2 separate regions of the Mus musculus genome follow, and region 2 is linked to region 1. A link is a contact called in public Micro-C data. All regions are on one chromosome and are shown on one strand. Each heading gives the region's core, a stretch centred on a gene start, on an enhancer-like site or on the middle of the called end of the contact. The rest is flanking DNA. Distances are from core to core; before and after follow the strand shown.

Region 1 (3,479 bases), core at 241-2,740:
CCCCTGGCCTCACATATAAATTCACTTTATACATACATGACTAGCACATTTTTGTGCACATACACACATAATAAATAAGAAACTTCCTCAGGTGAAAGGAGGTTGAGAGTAGAAACATTTTATGAAGTATTAACTTACATCATCAGAGAAGTTGAAAGTAAAAGGTGAATAGTGGCCTGCACCTGTAACCCTTGGAGGCTGAACTAAGACCTGACATAAGTTGGAGGCTGCCCTGGCCTATTAGTGAGTTCCAGGCTGACCTAGGGAAAGAGTAAGGCTTTATTTAAGAAGGAAAAAGGAAAACAAAAAGAAAAAAAAAGGACCGTGGCTCACAGAGCCTAGGAGAGTAAGAAGGAAGGAAGGCTGGGAGAGGCGGATTGGTCAATGGCTGCTGAGTACAAGATAAAAAAGTTCAGGTATGACACTGTATACTACAATTAATAACTATATACTGTATATATATTTTTAAAATCTCAAAAAAATAAAAAAATCTCTATGAAAGAATGTGAAATGTTTTCACTATGAAGAAAAGATGAATGTTTGAGATAATTATATTTGACAGGATTTAAATATCAGACCATATAGATATGTATTAAAAAACACCATATTAATTTGTCCATCTTTTACGTTTTTAATCTATCAATTAAAATAATTCCTATTTGAGTTAAGAAACTATTTACCCAGGTCATTTTTTAAGCTGATTTCCGAAGGGGGTTCTGAATCCATTGGCACGTTAATTAACGTATAGCACACGTTCTCGGCTGCCGTCATGGTTTCTGTTTATAATCAACCCAATACAAGATGAAAAGGACGAAAGGTGCCAGGAAAATCTACAAAAATGAATACAAACATCATTAGAAAAAAAAAAAAAAAAGGGAGACAAATTCCGCAAATCAGTCGTGATCTTCTAAACTGCCTGAAGTTCTTCGCGTGTGACTTCGGACGACCTGTAGAGCTCTCCCCACCTTCTCCTTCCGTGAACTCTAGTGACAATCACTCAGTCCCCGTACCCGTCCACTCCCCGACCCAGGGTGTGCAAAGCTGTGGAGTCGAGGTCCACACCACAGTGACAACCCGGAGCACCACGTCACGGGGCCGTGATTGCCAACCTAACACAGTCGGATCTGCTCCAGGAGGGCGGCCCGCGAGCGAAGACGCTGCAGAACCTTGGGACTCCTCGGCTGTGGCGGGTCCCCCGTGGGAATCCCGGCCGCCCCTCACCGGCCTCTGTCTATGCAGGGTCAGGCCTCAGGCGGCGCAGACCCCTGTCCCACCGCCCAGGGGACCGCGGCCCAGCTCCCCGCCCCCACCGCCCGTCGCCGCGGCCTAGTCAAGCGCCCGGCATCTCCCCATCCGGTGGCTCGCTGACCCCGCGCGACCGCCGCAACCCCGCGGCTCGGGGGCCCAGGTCGCTACCTGGCTCCGAGGGGCGGAGGCCGGGAGGGAACCGTGGGACCGCCGACTACCGGTCCGGACAGCCGCTGCCGCGACGGCTCCACCAAGTCCTTGGCTGACGTGGAAGGGGGCGGGGAGACCAGCAAGGATGCAGCTACAGAGCCTGTACGGAGACCCAGAAAGGACAAGCCTCTTCCGCCCTGAGCTGCGCCCTGGAAGTGTGTTGTCTTCTTCCTCTCTCAGAGTTGGTTTCTGCAGCAGTGTAAACAAGTATTTTAGTTTTCCCAGCGAGTTGGGAGCTGACTTAAGCGCTGTGGTCAGTTAGCAGTTCCTTAGGAATTGTCTTCCCAGGAACTAAACTGTACAAAAGAGAAACAGAAAAGTCCTGCAGACTTTCTTCTTCCTTTCACTTATAAACTGGAAACAACCAATTCTTAGGCAGATGATTTCAGAGACCTTAATAAGATGACTAGGTTATATGAAAATACACTTGAGGGCTTAACACCTCTGGTGACCTGAATCTGACTTTATTCAGTTAACTGGAGTTATTGGAGTATCAGAAGTTGTCTGACAACTATCATTTCTACTCTTTATTTAAGAATGGTCTCGGCCAGTCAGTGGTGGCACATGCCTTTAATCCCAGCACTTAGGAGGCAGAGGCAGGCAGATTTCTGAGATGGAGGCCAGCCTGGTCTACGAGTGAGTTCCAAGACAGCCAGGGCTAAAACCAGAAAACAAAATAACAACAGAAGAACAAACAAAAAAAAGAATGGCCTCTTGCTATTCTTTCAAAGCATCCAATACATTAAAAAATTTAAGTATGATTGCCAGACTGGTCTTGAAAGGTGATCTTCAGTTTCTGAGGAGTTGGGATTACAACATGGATACACATACTGTGTATACAAAACCTGCTAACCTCACTTGCAGGATACAGAATACAAACTGTTTTCTCATTTACCTGGAATGCAGCTATTCTAACAATTCTCTTTTCTGGAAACATTGGGTTTAAAAAACAAATCCCCACCACTCAAAATATACCAGAGGCTACATATTTCCAGCACAGAGAACAGCTACCTCTCGGAATTTTGATTTTAGTCTTACTGCCCAGGCTGGCCAACTCCCAATCTACTCCTCTCCTGCCTTAGCCTCCCAAGTGCTGGGATTACAAACAAGCGCTATCATTTCTACTCTTTATTTAAGAATGGTCTCGGCCGGGCTGGTGAGATGGCTCAGTGGGTAAGAGCACCCGACTGCTCTTCCAAAGGTCCAGAGTTCAAATCCCAGCAACCACATGGTGGCTCACAACCATCCGTAATGAGATCTGACTCCCTCTTCTGGAGTGTGTGAAGACAGCTACAGTGTATTTACATAAAATAATAAATAAATCTTTAAAAAAAAAAAAAAAGAATGGTCTCGGCCAGTCAGCGGTGGTACAACATGCCTTTAATCCCAGCACTTAGGAGGGAGAGGCAGGCAGATTTCTGAGATGGAGGCCAGCCTGGTCTACAGAGTGAGTTCCAGGACAGCCAGGGCTAAAACCAGAAAACAAAATAACAACAAAAGAACAAACAAAAAAAAAAGAATGGCCTCTTGCTATTCTTTCAAAGCATCCAATACATTAAAAAATTACAAACAAGCGCTATCACGTCTGGCTTATGCTTAAAAGATGTTTTTAATCTAGGTAATTGTAAGACAACATGATTCTAACAGCCCTCTACTCTTCACCCAGTTCCTCTGTCTCGGGAAGTCTTGCAGGAAACTGACATGTCTCCTCACTGAGACTTCACCAGTTTATAGAATCTCACTTATGTACTTGCTTCTAAACAATATGTTTAGTTCAGTATGATGATCAACAGTCAGATAAAGAACTGTTCCACCAGAGATCGCTCCTACTGCCCACCAGCTGTCACAGCCAGGTGCCCACTTTAACCCGGGCAACTATCTATCCATCCTGACATTTAAATGGAATCATACAACAGAATTGTTGAGATTAGCTTTCTTTATTCAGCACAATTCTCTGAGAATGAGATGCATTCAAGCATGTTTCTTTTGTGTACTCAGCTTTTTTCACATGGAATCATCAC
Region 2 (3,923 bases), core at 1,138-3,637, 560 kb after region 1:
ACTTGCAAGTTACTTGGGATAACTTCCTGAGCCTCTTGGACATTTTCCTGATTTAAAAACACTGAAATCTCATGGGACTATTGTATGCATGGCACTTAGTGCACAGTGGGACTGAATTACAGTTTTCATGATTGTGGGCAGGGCAGTATTATTGGTAAGGGCTTTGGAAGAGACTGGACTCTGGGAGGTTACTGTTTATAGGAGGAAGTGATGTAGCCCTTCTGAAATAGGGACTACAAAGGGATTGTTCCCTTGGAGCTAGGCTCAAGGTGTTGGTTTAGGGAAGGTCTCTCTAGAAAGGCCTGTGGAGTCTTCCCTGTAGAAATCTAGTTTACTTCAGCCATAGGCTCCCTCTGTTTTGGTACCAGGATCAGTACACTTCTAGAAGTCAGCCATGCTTTTCCTGGTCCTTGGCAGATAGTCATGTCTTACTAACTGCTCCTGTGTTAGGCTCAGGGTAGAAGGCAAGCAGCTTGCTCCAAAGGCCAAGTGTGGAGAGCCCAAAAGTACAGCTAGAGTGGAGGCTGGCTTGTGACTTGAAGGAGGCTCCCTACTTCTAGAATTCCTGGATTCCTGGTGAAAGAGAACCAAAAAGCCAGTGGAGATTTAGTTCTAGTGGGTATACAGAGGTGCAGGGGAAAGCATTCATAGGAGATGCAAAGGACACTGTGGCTGGTCATTGATCTGTGGTACTTTGTGTCTCTAAGGAGCTCCATGCTCAGTGAATTAGGGGAGCCCAGAGAGATGGTAGTGTTCTCAGGACCACATTTGGGAGACCCAGATCCCAGAATGGAGTGAGAGCAGACACTCCCAACTCCCAAGGTTGACAGATCAGAGCTGCTCTCCTGACACCACAGACTGGCATTGTTAAGAACTGCATGGTTTGTGGAGGAAGAAAGAGTCCCAAGGAGATAGTTACTTCCCTCTGACTTTTGGCATCTTCTGTGCAATGAAATGGTTACCTCTCCTGGTGGAGGGTAGCAATACGCTGAGTCTCCAGTTGGAATCTGTGCATGGGACATATGCTGCCTATGTCTATCTTGTTTGTCTTACATGGTGGTCAAGAGAGACTCTGCATTGTCCCCCAAAGAGACTGGGGGCCAAGGATTTTGCAACAGCCACAGAAGAGTTCCAGGTGTGACTAAAGTAAGGGCCAGGTACTGCTGGCTCAAAGAATGGGACCAAGGATCAGGACTAGTGCTAACTGAACATATGGTTCAGATGAGGAGCTGGGTACCTGCAGAACAGAAAGGCACAGGTCTACGACTGTAAGAGGTTAGGAACTTTCCAAGCCCAGTGCTCAGCCAACTTTAGCCAGCTCTCAAGACAGTTCTAGAAATTTCCCTTTAGCCTTAGACAAGAGAAAGTCTCACTTCCCGAAGAACATTCTTTTGTTTCTACCCAATCACCCCCCCCCCTTTTGTGGGGAAATAAGGAGTTAGTTTACTTTGTCCTGGAGCCAAAGGGAGAGTTTAATGAAAATCGATAAAGAAATTAAGGATGATCAGGGGAGAGCAGAAGAGCTTAATTTCAAGTCCAAGGAAAAAGTCTCTGAGGTGTGGGTGGACGTGGGAAGGGAAACTGCGGCTTACATCACACGCCAGCTCACCTTTCACGCTCTGGGGTGCATGGAAAATAGAGACAGGGAGGTCTAGGCAAAGACCCTGGGCAGGAGGAAGTGGGCTCGGTGGTGGTAGCGGTGGGGAGGGCTCCATTGCCTGCTTACTAGAAGTCTCTCCCCACTGTGCTCTGCTCGGTGGTCATGAGTCAGAAATAGTACATTTAAAAGAAATTAAGCAGTTTCTCCCATCCTGTTGCCCTTTTGAATCTCACAGTTGTTATTCAAGTGAGGCAGGGAGTGGTGGCTACCTCCATTCCGATTTACAAAAGTTCAAGTAAGACTGACAAAGGTAGACAACAGGAAGCACAGGGCCAAAGTGGGAGCCCCGTGCTTGTCCTCTCTGTCCTCTCTCGTCCACTTAGATCCCTTCTCCCCTCCACGATTCAAAAGCAGCAGTAGTGGCCACAGTGTGCGGCCCTAGCACAAGGCAGCCAGCACAAGGCAGCCAGCGACTTACTTTGCTAGATCCAGTCCTGATAGTTACGTGAGGCTGTGTGGGGAGAGGGGCCTCTGGATGATTTGACCCACAGACCCTTCTTTTCTCAGGAGAAGCTCTTGATTAAGAGACGGGCTACTCTGAAAACAGACCCCCCAGATCCTGCCCTCTCCTCTCTGGGACTCAAGTCTTGCTTCCACCCTGTAACTGACAATGAATTCAGCTGCCCTGGGAACAGGCTGGGACTGAACCCAGCGTCTCAGAGCCACAGTCAGCTCTGACTGGAGCATGGCAGAGAAGGGGAAAACCTTGACCCAGTCTTCTCTGAAGAGTGTGACTCATTCCTTTCCCTTACAGTCTAACTTCAGTCTGTCTCCTGGGTAGGAGCAGAGAGGATTAAGGCTTGAAAGGGTGGAATCAAACCCCCACCCCACCCCCATTCCCATCCCGTGTACTTTCCCTCTGCTTTTACTAGGATATCACTGACATGGTGGGCCAGTACTGACCAGAGTGCCAGCTGGGAGCTGCAGCTTTCCTGCCAATCGGTTCCAACCTGAATTTGAAGCTTTGGAGCTGCAAGGCAGTCTGGATACCTAAGTGATTCACACTGGGGCTCTGTGGGACACCATGTGCTGTGCAACAGCGGCCCCTGGTGGACAAGAGCTCTACTGGCAGCCCTGCCAGGCCGCGAGGCAGCATTTTCCTGGAAGTGCTGTGGCTACTGGGCTACGGGCCCCACCATCAGCAGTTAGGACCAGAAAATATATCCTGAGACATACAAGGAGGGAGGGGGAATGGTTAAAATTCAAGACAACCAACGTTTCTTACAGGAATATGATCCTCTAGGTGAAAGATGCAGACAGATCTTGCAATCTACTGTACCCCTAGCCCCTAATCCTGAGGCTTCCCCAAAGGATCAGCTATGTATCTTTTACAGTTAATTAATTAATCATGTGTTATAGAGTGACCATGCACACGTGCCACGGTGCTCATGTGGAGGTCAAAGGACAGCTAGTCATCTTTCCTTCCATCCTGTGGGTAGAGGGGATTCAGCCCAGGCATCAGGCTTGGCCTCTGACTCTGCGCAATGTTTGTTGGGCAGAACACTCCTGTCTCCCAGGTCATGACTGAGCATGCTCCCTGCCACTCATCACCCTTTGGCGTGGGGGGTGGGGGGCTGGAGATGCTGTCACCCTTTGGCTTGCCAAGGAAATGGCTTGCATTTCTTTGCACAGACACAGACACACATACAGACACACACACAGACACACACACACAGACACACAGACACAGACTCAGACACACACACACACACACACACACACACACACACACACACACAAACACACACACACTCCTACCACCAGCCATGGGGCTGACGTGAGGTATAGCCTCTGCCAGCAGTTTCAGGGTCCTGTGTGAAGTGAAGGCAGCAGATGGAGGAGTGGGGCGGGTCCTTCAGCAAGGAAAGAATGGCTAACATATTTGAATATATTTCTGTGGGATATGAGCTAAGTCCCATTACACTCTAGGGCCTCATGCATTGTGCCAGATTCTCCTTTCTCTCTCCCTCTTCAGACTCGAATCATTGCATCTCCAAGCAGACAGAGGAACTGGTGGTCCAGGATGCATAGCCAGTGTGAGACAGATGAGATAAAGAGCAAGCAGTCAAGGCTGGGGATGCTTCCTGGGTAGAGGCTGCCACGCTGGCATTAGCACGGATGCCTGTTCTCTCGTGGCTAGTGGCTCTCTAAGGAACCAGAGGATGTTTCCCAATAGCATTTAGTAAGTTTTCTGGTAGCATGTGGAGTATGAATGGATTTTGTAAGACACAATGTGAAGTAGGAAAACGAGATGGTGCTGAGC

The links. Hi-C and Micro-C count contacts between places; a contact is called where the count stands out from the background.
Region 2: a contact with region 1 is called in a Micro-C map of embryonic stem cells, with 5 times the contacts expected there. The contact joins the enhancer-like site here to the promoter of Copb1 in region 1. A contact is called at or near these places in 11 of 39 promoter capture datasets (the 3T3-L1 cell line, 3T3-L1-derived adipocytes, the C10 cell line and 7 more), 1 of 15 datasets of contacts at CTCF or cohesin (pro-B cells), 5 of 484 Hi-C or Micro-C datasets (B cells, embryonic stem cells and palatal mesenchyme), 5 of 115 datasets of contacts at active chromatin or transcription factors (craniofacial prominence, embryonic basal ganglia, embryonic stem cells and 2 more) and 1 of 9 other capture datasets (adipose tissue).

The regions. Positions count from the first base shown.
Region 1 is chr7:114,253,190-114,256,668 of GRCm38.p6, forward strand. It overlaps Copb1 (coatomer protein complex, subunit beta 1), which reads right to left and starts at 1,491. Exons shown (of 22, transcript NM_033370.3): 1 at 1,417-1,491; 2 at 681-830. The coding sequence starts at 771.
Region 2 is chr7:114,815,029-114,818,951 of GRCm38.p6, forward strand. The region is part of intron 7 of Insc (INSC spindle orientation adaptor protein); the gene reads left to right. Among named protein-coding and RNA genes, the nearest start is that of Gm24982, 16 kb to the right of the region's middle. Within about 2 kb of position 2,388, at least 46 of the 459 cell types and tissues checked have an H3K27ac peak or open chromatin away from gene starts, as enhancers often do. A contact at or near this core is called in embryonic stem cells, where this site is marked.